2 separate regions of the Mus musculus genome follow, and region 1 is linked to region 2. The links are chromatin contacts, called in public HiChIP or PLAC-seq maps. All regions are on one chromosome and are shown on one strand. The core of a region is the stretch at or near the end of the contact, and the rest is flanking DNA. Distances in the headings are between cores, read along the strand shown.

Evidence for each region. HiChIP or PLAC-seq counts read pairs in DNA pulled down with a chosen protein or histone mark.
Region 1: a CTCF HiChIP or PLAC-seq map of CD8 T cells shows a contact between it and region 2, with 5 read pairs. The contact joins two enhancer-like sites. A contact is called at or near these places in 1 of 15 datasets of contacts at CTCF or cohesin (CD8 T cells), 1 of 484 Hi-C or Micro-C datasets (the HL-1 cell line) and 4 of 115 datasets of contacts at active chromatin or transcription factors (double positive thymocytes, embryonic stem cells and extraembryonic endoderm stem cells).

Annotation. Positions count from the first base shown.
Region 1 is chr12:54,291,297-54,295,485 of GRCm38.p6, reverse strand. No RefSeq gene overlaps it. Among named protein-coding and RNA genes, the nearest start is that of Gm35895, 57 kb to the left of the region's middle. Within about 2 kb of position 2,140, at least 52 of the 459 cell types and tissues checked have an H3K27ac peak or open chromatin away from gene starts, as enhancers often do. A contact at or near this core is called in CD8 T cells, where this site is marked.
Region 2 is chr12:54,160,689-54,164,665 of GRCm38.p6, reverse strand. No RefSeq gene overlaps it. Among named protein-coding and RNA genes, the nearest start is that of Gm40424, 14 kb to the left of the region's middle. Within about 2 kb of position 1,260, at least 198 of the 459 cell types and tissues checked have an H3K27ac peak or open chromatin away from gene starts, as enhancers often do. A contact at or near this core is called in CD8 T cells, where this site is marked.

The DNA.
Region 1 (4,189 bases), core at 891-3,390, 130 kb before region 2:
CTCTCTGGGGTGAATTTGGGTATGGAGAGCTGTGGCACAGGGTCAGCCCTGGGCATGGTAGCACAGGATCCATTTTCCCTTTTATTTAAATGATTTCTGTTGCTGGGCCTGGTGCTGCATGACTTTAAACCCAACTGTCTGGGGGCAGAGGCAGGAGACAGAGGCAGGTAGATATGTGAATTTGAGATCAGGCTGTCTGAGTGCCAGGACAGTCAGGACTACAGAGACACTGACTTGGAAAAACCAGCACATGACAGGTTTTTGTTAACTTTTTTTGTGTCTTTTGTCTGTCTGTCTGTCTGTCTCTCTCTCTCTCTTCCTTTCTTTTCTTTTTCCAAGACAGGGTTTCTCTGTGTAGCCCTGACTGTCCTGGAACTCACTCTGTAGACCAGGCTGGCCTCAAACTCAGAAATCTGCCTGCCTCTGCCTCACAAGTGCTGGGATTAAAGGCATACACCACCACTGCCCAGCTCTTTTGTTTTTCATACGAGTGTATATTATATTCTTGTTAAACATTTGCTTAAAATAAAATGCATTAGTTCATTTTCCATTATTGTAGTAAAATTTCTGGGGTGAGCAGGTTAGGCTTAGAAAGACAAGATGCTTACTTTAGTTTACTGTTTAGAAGAGTCAGGACCTCACCCTGCTATGAATGTTGAGGGAGAAAGAATACATCTTGACTCAGGAAACCTGGGAGACAGGAAGGAGTCCTGCTCACATTCATAACAGCTTGCTTTCCAAAGTACTGCTTCCTAAGGGCAGGGTCCCCATTAGCCCAAGGACCTCCCACCGGTCCCCTTCTGTCTGAGCCTCATGAACAGGAGTCTGGGCACATGCCACTGTGAAGGCTTCAATCTTGAAAGTTCCTCAATGCATTCGTGCTATTATTTCTTGCATGTGCAGGTCTGGACTCTCTCTTTCTCCCTCTCTCTCTCTCTCCCCCTCTCTCTCTTTCTCCCTCTCTCTCCATCACTTTCTCCAAATGGTTCACAGCACTCTTCATAGTGTAGATGACCTTTTGTGGACACGTAACTGTAGTTCAAGGTGAGTTGTATGAGATACTGAGACCATTCCTCCTTACTTATTATAACAGATACCCGAGGCTGGGGTTTTCCGGCTCATTTTACCTCCTGACTCAAGAGTGCAGCACCAGCTACAGACTGGCTCCTGGTGAACACCTTGTGTTGCTCCAGGCATGATAGAAAGGTGGAAAGACAAAGGCAAAGAGAGGAAAGGACGAAAGGGCTGACCCATTTTATATCAACAACACACTCCTGCAAGAACCGATCTACCCCTCAAAGACATCTTGATGGATAAAGGCTGGAAAGGTCCTGAAAGGACCACTGCCTCCACAGTACAGGCATCAGCTCCAACACTGGGTTTGGAAGGAACCAACTAGCATCCTTGGAGTTACTGATAGCTTTGTTTTCACAGAGTAGTCAGCATGGTACTCCTCAACAGCCCCGTGACTCACTTCCTGGCCCATATGAAGATGGTCCTTGCTCTCTTTTGAGACAGCCCTGCTAGAGGTCCTTGTCCTGTTGTCCTGTGAGAACTGGTGACCCCTGTGGCTGCTACCTGCTTTCCTGTCATCACCCCAGAATCTCCCAGTACTTCTGTCCTGGGTAGACTCTTCTCTCTTCTGGATTCTTCCTTCCTTCCGTGTTTTCTCCAGTTGATTGCACGTACCCCTTGCAGTGGCGAAAGGATGAGCATTGGCTTGTTTCTAGGTCAATATAAAGCATCAACACTGCGTTCATCATGGAGAGGGGTCAACAGGTCCATTGTGCTCTGCTGACTGTGAATTGTGGCCACTGAGAATTCAAAGTGAGAGCCTTCAGCCTACCTAAGGGGGACCCCTGAGGACTGTGGCAGGTGAGGAACAAGCAGCCATCAGTCTCATTTCCCTAGTCTCTTTGCTCAGGCCTCTCTGTCTGATGTGTAGCTTGCAAGTTATCAGATGTGACTTCAACCTCCCTTGCTACATTTCTTTCAGGACAGAGACTGAGCCCGTGACAGGTGCTGGGACTTTGTGGTGGCTTTTGAAATGGTTACAGTGACTCATCTCAGGACATGCTTTTGTCTCCCTTCTGATCGCCTCCAGTTTCCTGCTCACCCATCTGTGTCTGTGTGTGTTTCCTCATTTCCTATCAAGAGGCTGACTTCTAGCTTTGTGAGCAAACAGAGCAAACAATGGCAGAGATGGCTTGGGGTAAGGTGGGAGGGAACTCCCCTCTGGATGGTGATCCCATGAGCACCAGGCCTTTCTTAGTACCAGGACAGCTCCTCTCTGAGGTGTGGGTCAATTTCCCCTCCATCACACCCTGGCAGAATCCCTTTCTTAATGTTGCCGGCTAGTCTGGTACATTGTGAGAGGCAAGCTTGCTCTCTTAGCTCTCGCTTGTATGCTGGGACCACTTCTGCACATTTCCGTTCTGGAAAGCATGCATCACTCTACATTTAGTAGCAGTTATTCAATAGTTGTGATTGATGGGAGCTACACCGGAGAGGATGCTGAGAACTGCTGACCCACAGTGCTTCAGACAGTGCCAAGGTCCTCCAAGAATGCATGCTGAAATGAATTATACATTTAGACCCACTAATGCTGGAGTGAGAATGCACCTTAGAGACCACATCCCCTGGGCCCTCTTTTTGACAGACAAGTATCCCATGGCCCAAAGAAAGTGCTTTCTCACAGCTGCCCAGCCAGGTTGGGTTTGCCTTTGGTGGCTGCCAGTTGGATCCTGGTCCCCTATTTCATCTGATCTTTGTTCTCTTTCTGAACCTTACAGTAGTAGCTCTCAGGTTAGCAAAGATCTTTCTGAAAGGATACAGCTCTCCATCACTTCTAGTTGTCTGTGGCAGTGGTTCTCAGCCTGTGGCTCTCAATCCCAGTCGCGTACCCAGTATCCTGCCTATCAGATATTTACATTACAATTCATAGCAGTAGCAAAATTATCATTATGAAGTAGCAAAGCCTTACCTTTATAGCGGGATCACAACTGCGTGAGAAACTGTATTAAAGGGTCTCAGCATGAGAAAGGTTGAAAGCCACTGATCTATGGTTCCAGCTTCCTTCTTGACTGCAGGCAGACTCTGACTACCTTCTGCTGAGAATCCATGGCCTCCCAGAAAGGCTGTGTTCAAAGTCCTCCCCCACAAGCTTCACAGTAGAATATACACTAATGGAAATTGGCAGATGAACTCTCCAGTCATATTTTCTTTGGAAATTGCCCCCACTAGATCCCTTTCTTTCTAAGGAAGTGTTTTGCTTTTTTAATTATAATCTGTACCTCAGTCATTCAATCTGGAAACCTGATATTTTTCTACTCATTCTCTGTTCTGACAAGCAAAGTGCTTTGTTTTTTCTTAAGAACCATTTTTTTTTTTGTCCAGGCCACTCTCATCTACTTAGAACAACCCTTTTGGGGTACAGCCAGCACCAGTGGGAACACCCAAGGCACATGAACCTGTGTGCCCCTTACACCTTTCAGTCTTCCTCACTGTTCCACACAGGGGCAGTGACATTTCATCCTGTGACTGCCAATGAGGCATCGTCTCAGAACCCTTCCTCTGCCACCATAGACACATGGCTACTGTTTTCTCACTTCCACCCCTGTAACAGCGCAGTCTAGATCACCGTCCTGATCTATATGTCTTGATCTCTATGCTGCTTCTTTGATGTCTCATTTATTCTTAAGAAATTTGCTCTGAAACTACCCAGCCATGGCACTTGTCGGTCCCGTAGGATTTGGCGGTGAAACAAGCTCTCCTGTAGTCTCAGATCCGCTCTGCACGTCCAGCGTGCCGTCTGGTGCATGCGCAGTGAGGGAGTGAACTATGGCCGTATGCGCGGTTAGCTCTAATTGTACCTGCAGAACACTTTCCTTTTTTTTTTTTTTTTTTTTTTTTTTTACTTTTTTCTTTTTGTCTCTCATTCCAGATGGTTGTGAGCCACCATGTGGTTGCTAGGATTTGAACTCATGACCTTCGGAAGAGCAGTCAGCGCTCTTAACTGCTGAGCCAGACCCAACACTTTTCATTTTTAGTGATTTCCAAAGCAGAATCAAAAACCACAATGGAGACTGGACCCTTCAGTGCATTTTTACACCACAAGGAAACAAATTCCAAATGGGCTCAAAAGTGTCTTGGTGGGACAACGGTCTCTTTCCTCTTGCTCTTCAGAGTC
Region 2 (3,977 bases), core at 11-2,510:
TAAATTTTCTCTCCCCCTGTTGGGTTATTCACAAGTGTTCCAGGGCCAGCCTCCTAAAGGAGTGCTCCTTACTCAGTAACAGCTATGCGTGCAGAAGCCGCAGCTTTGTCCTTGAATGCTTTCTTGCTGCTTAAATAGGATTTTCTTTGCCTGCCTCATAAGACTGAGGAGGGACTTTGGGTTTCTATGCAACATTGGCCTCGAGGGCGTGAGATGTTTGGAGGTATATTCCCCGCCTTAAGGTAGAGTTGAACAGCACCGGTTGTTTGGAGCAGACAACACTGGAATGCAGTTTGGAGCCTTTAGCCAGTGTGCCTGATACCTCCCTGTGTTCCTGGGTCACATACACTTTCTAGGGATGAAAGGGAACACTCACTGCCTTTTCTTCTTGACACACTTAGATTCCTACCCCGTGACACACAGCCTTCAGCCTACTTAACAGTGTGAACAACTGTGTTGAAATAAGACTAAAAAAAAACTTTGATCTTTGGTGATTTCCCCACTTAAGACAAGTAACCTTTCTCCTGGAAGCCTTTCTCCTAACTCCTGGGAGTTAACTCTTACATTTCTGAGTGCCTTTATTTTCCCTTTCTTATTATTTTGGGGGACAGGGTATGCTTTTCCAAGTCAGGGTTTCTCTGTATAGCCTTGGCTGTCCTGGAGCTCACTCTGTAGACCAGGCTGGCCTCACAAAGATCCACTCGATTCTTCCGAGTGCTGGAATTAAAGGTGTATGCCACTCCAATTGACTCTTGGGAACATTTATAGAGGTCATTTTGTGATTCTTTTTAAAAAGACATCTCTGGTTTTAGGGAATACTGTTGTAGCTTATTGATAATGTTTTACCAACTTGAGAAAGATTGCTCTAGGAGTGGATAAATACTCAGCTGATTAAAACACTACACAATTCGGGATGTCTCATGTTTGTGAGTGATGTGTGTGTGTGTGTGTGTGTGTGTGTATGTGTGTACATGTGTGTGTGTGTGTGTGTGAGTGATGTGTGTGTATGTGTGTATATGTGTGTGTGTGTATATGTGTGTGTGTGTGTGTATGTGTGTATGTGTGTGTATGTGTGTATGTGAGTGATGTGTGTGTATGTGTGTGTGTAGATGTCAAAAGGTAACTTGGGATTAAGGTGTAGAAGAGCCTTTTGTCTATTGAGGACTTCTGAGGAAGAGGACTGAAGAGAGGAGGGGACTGGACATACTGTGTTGGTCTCTCACTGGTCTGGAGTAGCTGCCGGCAGCTCTAGGAAGCTTCTCTTGTTCCTCTTGACCTGACCCAAGCTGGGGGTGGCCCAGAAAGCAGTGGGAACTTGGGAAAGGATCTAAGGATTCACCAACTATCGATTTGGGAAATTTCATTGGGTGTGTGCCATAAAATGCTGGAAGGCGGACTTTCCCAAGAAACCTTTTCTGTAGACTTTTTTTTTTTTTTTTAAATAAATGGCTTGAAAAGGTAATATCCAATCAAACGGGAATGCCTCAATTCTGAAAAGGTGGGGAGGAAGGACAAACTGCTCCCCCGCCCCGTACTTGGCAGTGTCTTGCTTTGGGGAGTGCCCTGCCTCAGCAAATTCTCCGATTCTGGGCTCCGGAGCTGCGGAGCTGCGCTGTCTCTGCCAGCTCTCGTACAGCACGCACGCCCCGTGCATTGGCTTGGTCATTTCCTCCTATTTTTCTGCTTATTCATCCTGTGGCCTGTGTTCCCCTTGACAGACTTTCCCCCCACCCTCCTGTGGGGAGAGATAACATTCTCGGGAGGGACTTTAATCCATCTGATAAGTTCTATTTTTAGCCAAGCCTTTCCTCCTGGCTTCTAACTTTCAGAGGCTCACACACTTCCGAGCCTCCTTTGGCGTTCGTTCTTGCCGTCTTGCGTACTCTTGTGCCTGGGGTTTCCTAACAGACTGTAGTTGAGTGGGGAGCGGGGAAGGTGAATTGACTTCCAGGGCAGGGACACTTTCTCCTGGGTGTGGGGCGCTGTTTTTAGCAGGGCCATTCACTCTTACCTACCTCCTGCTTCCCCTCCAGGCTGTCCACGAATTTCCTTTTGTCAGTAAATTTATGTTATCTTGATAAAGGACACCCATTAAAAAAAAACAAGACAGCTGTGACTTTCGATGATTAGCACAAGGGTCTGGCAGCTAAGATGCCTGCCTGTAGCTACTAAGACTTCTACAGAATGACAACTTAATCTGCAGCCTTTGCATTAAGATTTAATCAAAGCAGCCAGTGTCCGTCCCTCCCCCGCCCCCCCCCCCCCCGTTCCCCATGTCCCCGTCCCCCCCCCCCCATATGAGGGGAGAAGTTTTGGGTTTGCTGTCACATGATCTCTGCCTGTTGCTTTCCCAGATAAGGATATGGGAATAAACTTACCTCAGTACTTTATATAAATGTGTTCTTTTTCTCCTTTTAATCCTTTGGCCCAGAATGGCCCCCCCTCAAATATATATATAAAACAGAAACTCTTCTGACAAGACTACAGAGCTTGAAAAGGAGAATGGGGTATCCCCCTGCCCCAGGAGTGCTCCTGGGAACATTGCTGCCAGGCAATTTAAACTTCAGGACCTCGACTTCATTTACTCTCAGTGGACCAGTTGTCTCTCGAGGCTCACTTAGCTCTGTCACCATCATGACTATTGTTGTGTTTTATAAGATGATGTAGTATAGTGCGGCTGGAGGGAGCACCTCAGTGGTCCCTGCCAAGGAGTCTTGGGATCAAGTCACATGACAGGCCTAGAACAAAAGAAGTTTATTGGGGGAAGGGAGCCAGGGAACGGAGCAGCAGGGTGCCTGGGATGGGGTTAGAGGCAGAGGAAGGCAGGTGGGACAGAAAGGGAAAGGAGAGGGGAAGAGAAGGAGAGGCCAGCCTGGAACATGTAGGGGAGGGGGGTGGAGACACAGAGAGGTAAGATAGAGGGATGGAGGAGAGAGAGAGAGAGAGAGAGAGAGAAGCCAAGTAGTCCTTATACTGCTGGCTCCTGGCTGAACCCAGGGTGGAGATGTAGATTGTTGCTAGGTAACTGTTGGGCAGAGCCTAGAGGAATTGCGGACACCTAGGACCACTATAATACTGCAAGTGGCATTGGTAAATGGGTTAGCTTTATAGGGTGGAACACACTTATCAAATGACTTACTACCAGTAAAATTTGTATAGCTTATGGTGTGGTGGCTTACAGGTTCAGAGGTTCAGTTCATTATCATCAAGGTGGGAACATGGTAGCATCCAGGCAGGCATGATGCAGGAGGAGCTGAGAGTTCTACATCTTCATCTAAAGGCTGCTAATACAAGATTTCTCTCTCTCTCTTTCTTTCTTTCTTTCTTTCTTTCTTTCTTTCTTTCTTTCTTTCTTTTCTCTTTCTTTCTTTCTTTCTTTCTTTCTATTAGATATTTTCTTTATTTACATTTCAAATGTTATCCCCTTTCCTGGTTTCCCCTCAAAAAAAAAAAAAAAAAAAACCCTATCCTATCCCCCTCCCACCTCCCCCACCCCTGCTTCCCCTGCTCACCAACCCACCCATTCCCACTTCCCTGTCCTGGCATTCCCCTTCAATGGGACATCGAGCCTTCTCAGGACCAAGGGCTTTTCCTCCCATTGATGTCCAACAAGGCCATCCTCTGCTACATATGCAGCTGGAGCCATGAGTCCCACCATGTGTGCTCTTTGGTTGGTGGTTTAGTCCCTGGGAGCTCTGGGGGTACTGATTGGTTCATATTGTTGTTCCTCCTATGGGGCTGCAAACCCCTTCAGCTCCTTTGGTCCTTTCTCTAGCTCCTCCATTGGGGGCCCTGTGCTCAGTCCAATGGTTGGCTGAGAGCATCCACCTCTGTATTTGTCAGGCACTGGCAGAGCCTCTCAAGAGACAGTTATATCAGGCTCCTGTCATCAAGCACTTGTTGACATTCACAATAGTGTCTGGGTTTGGTGACTGTATATGGGATGGATCTCTGGTGGGGCAGTCTCTGGATGGTCT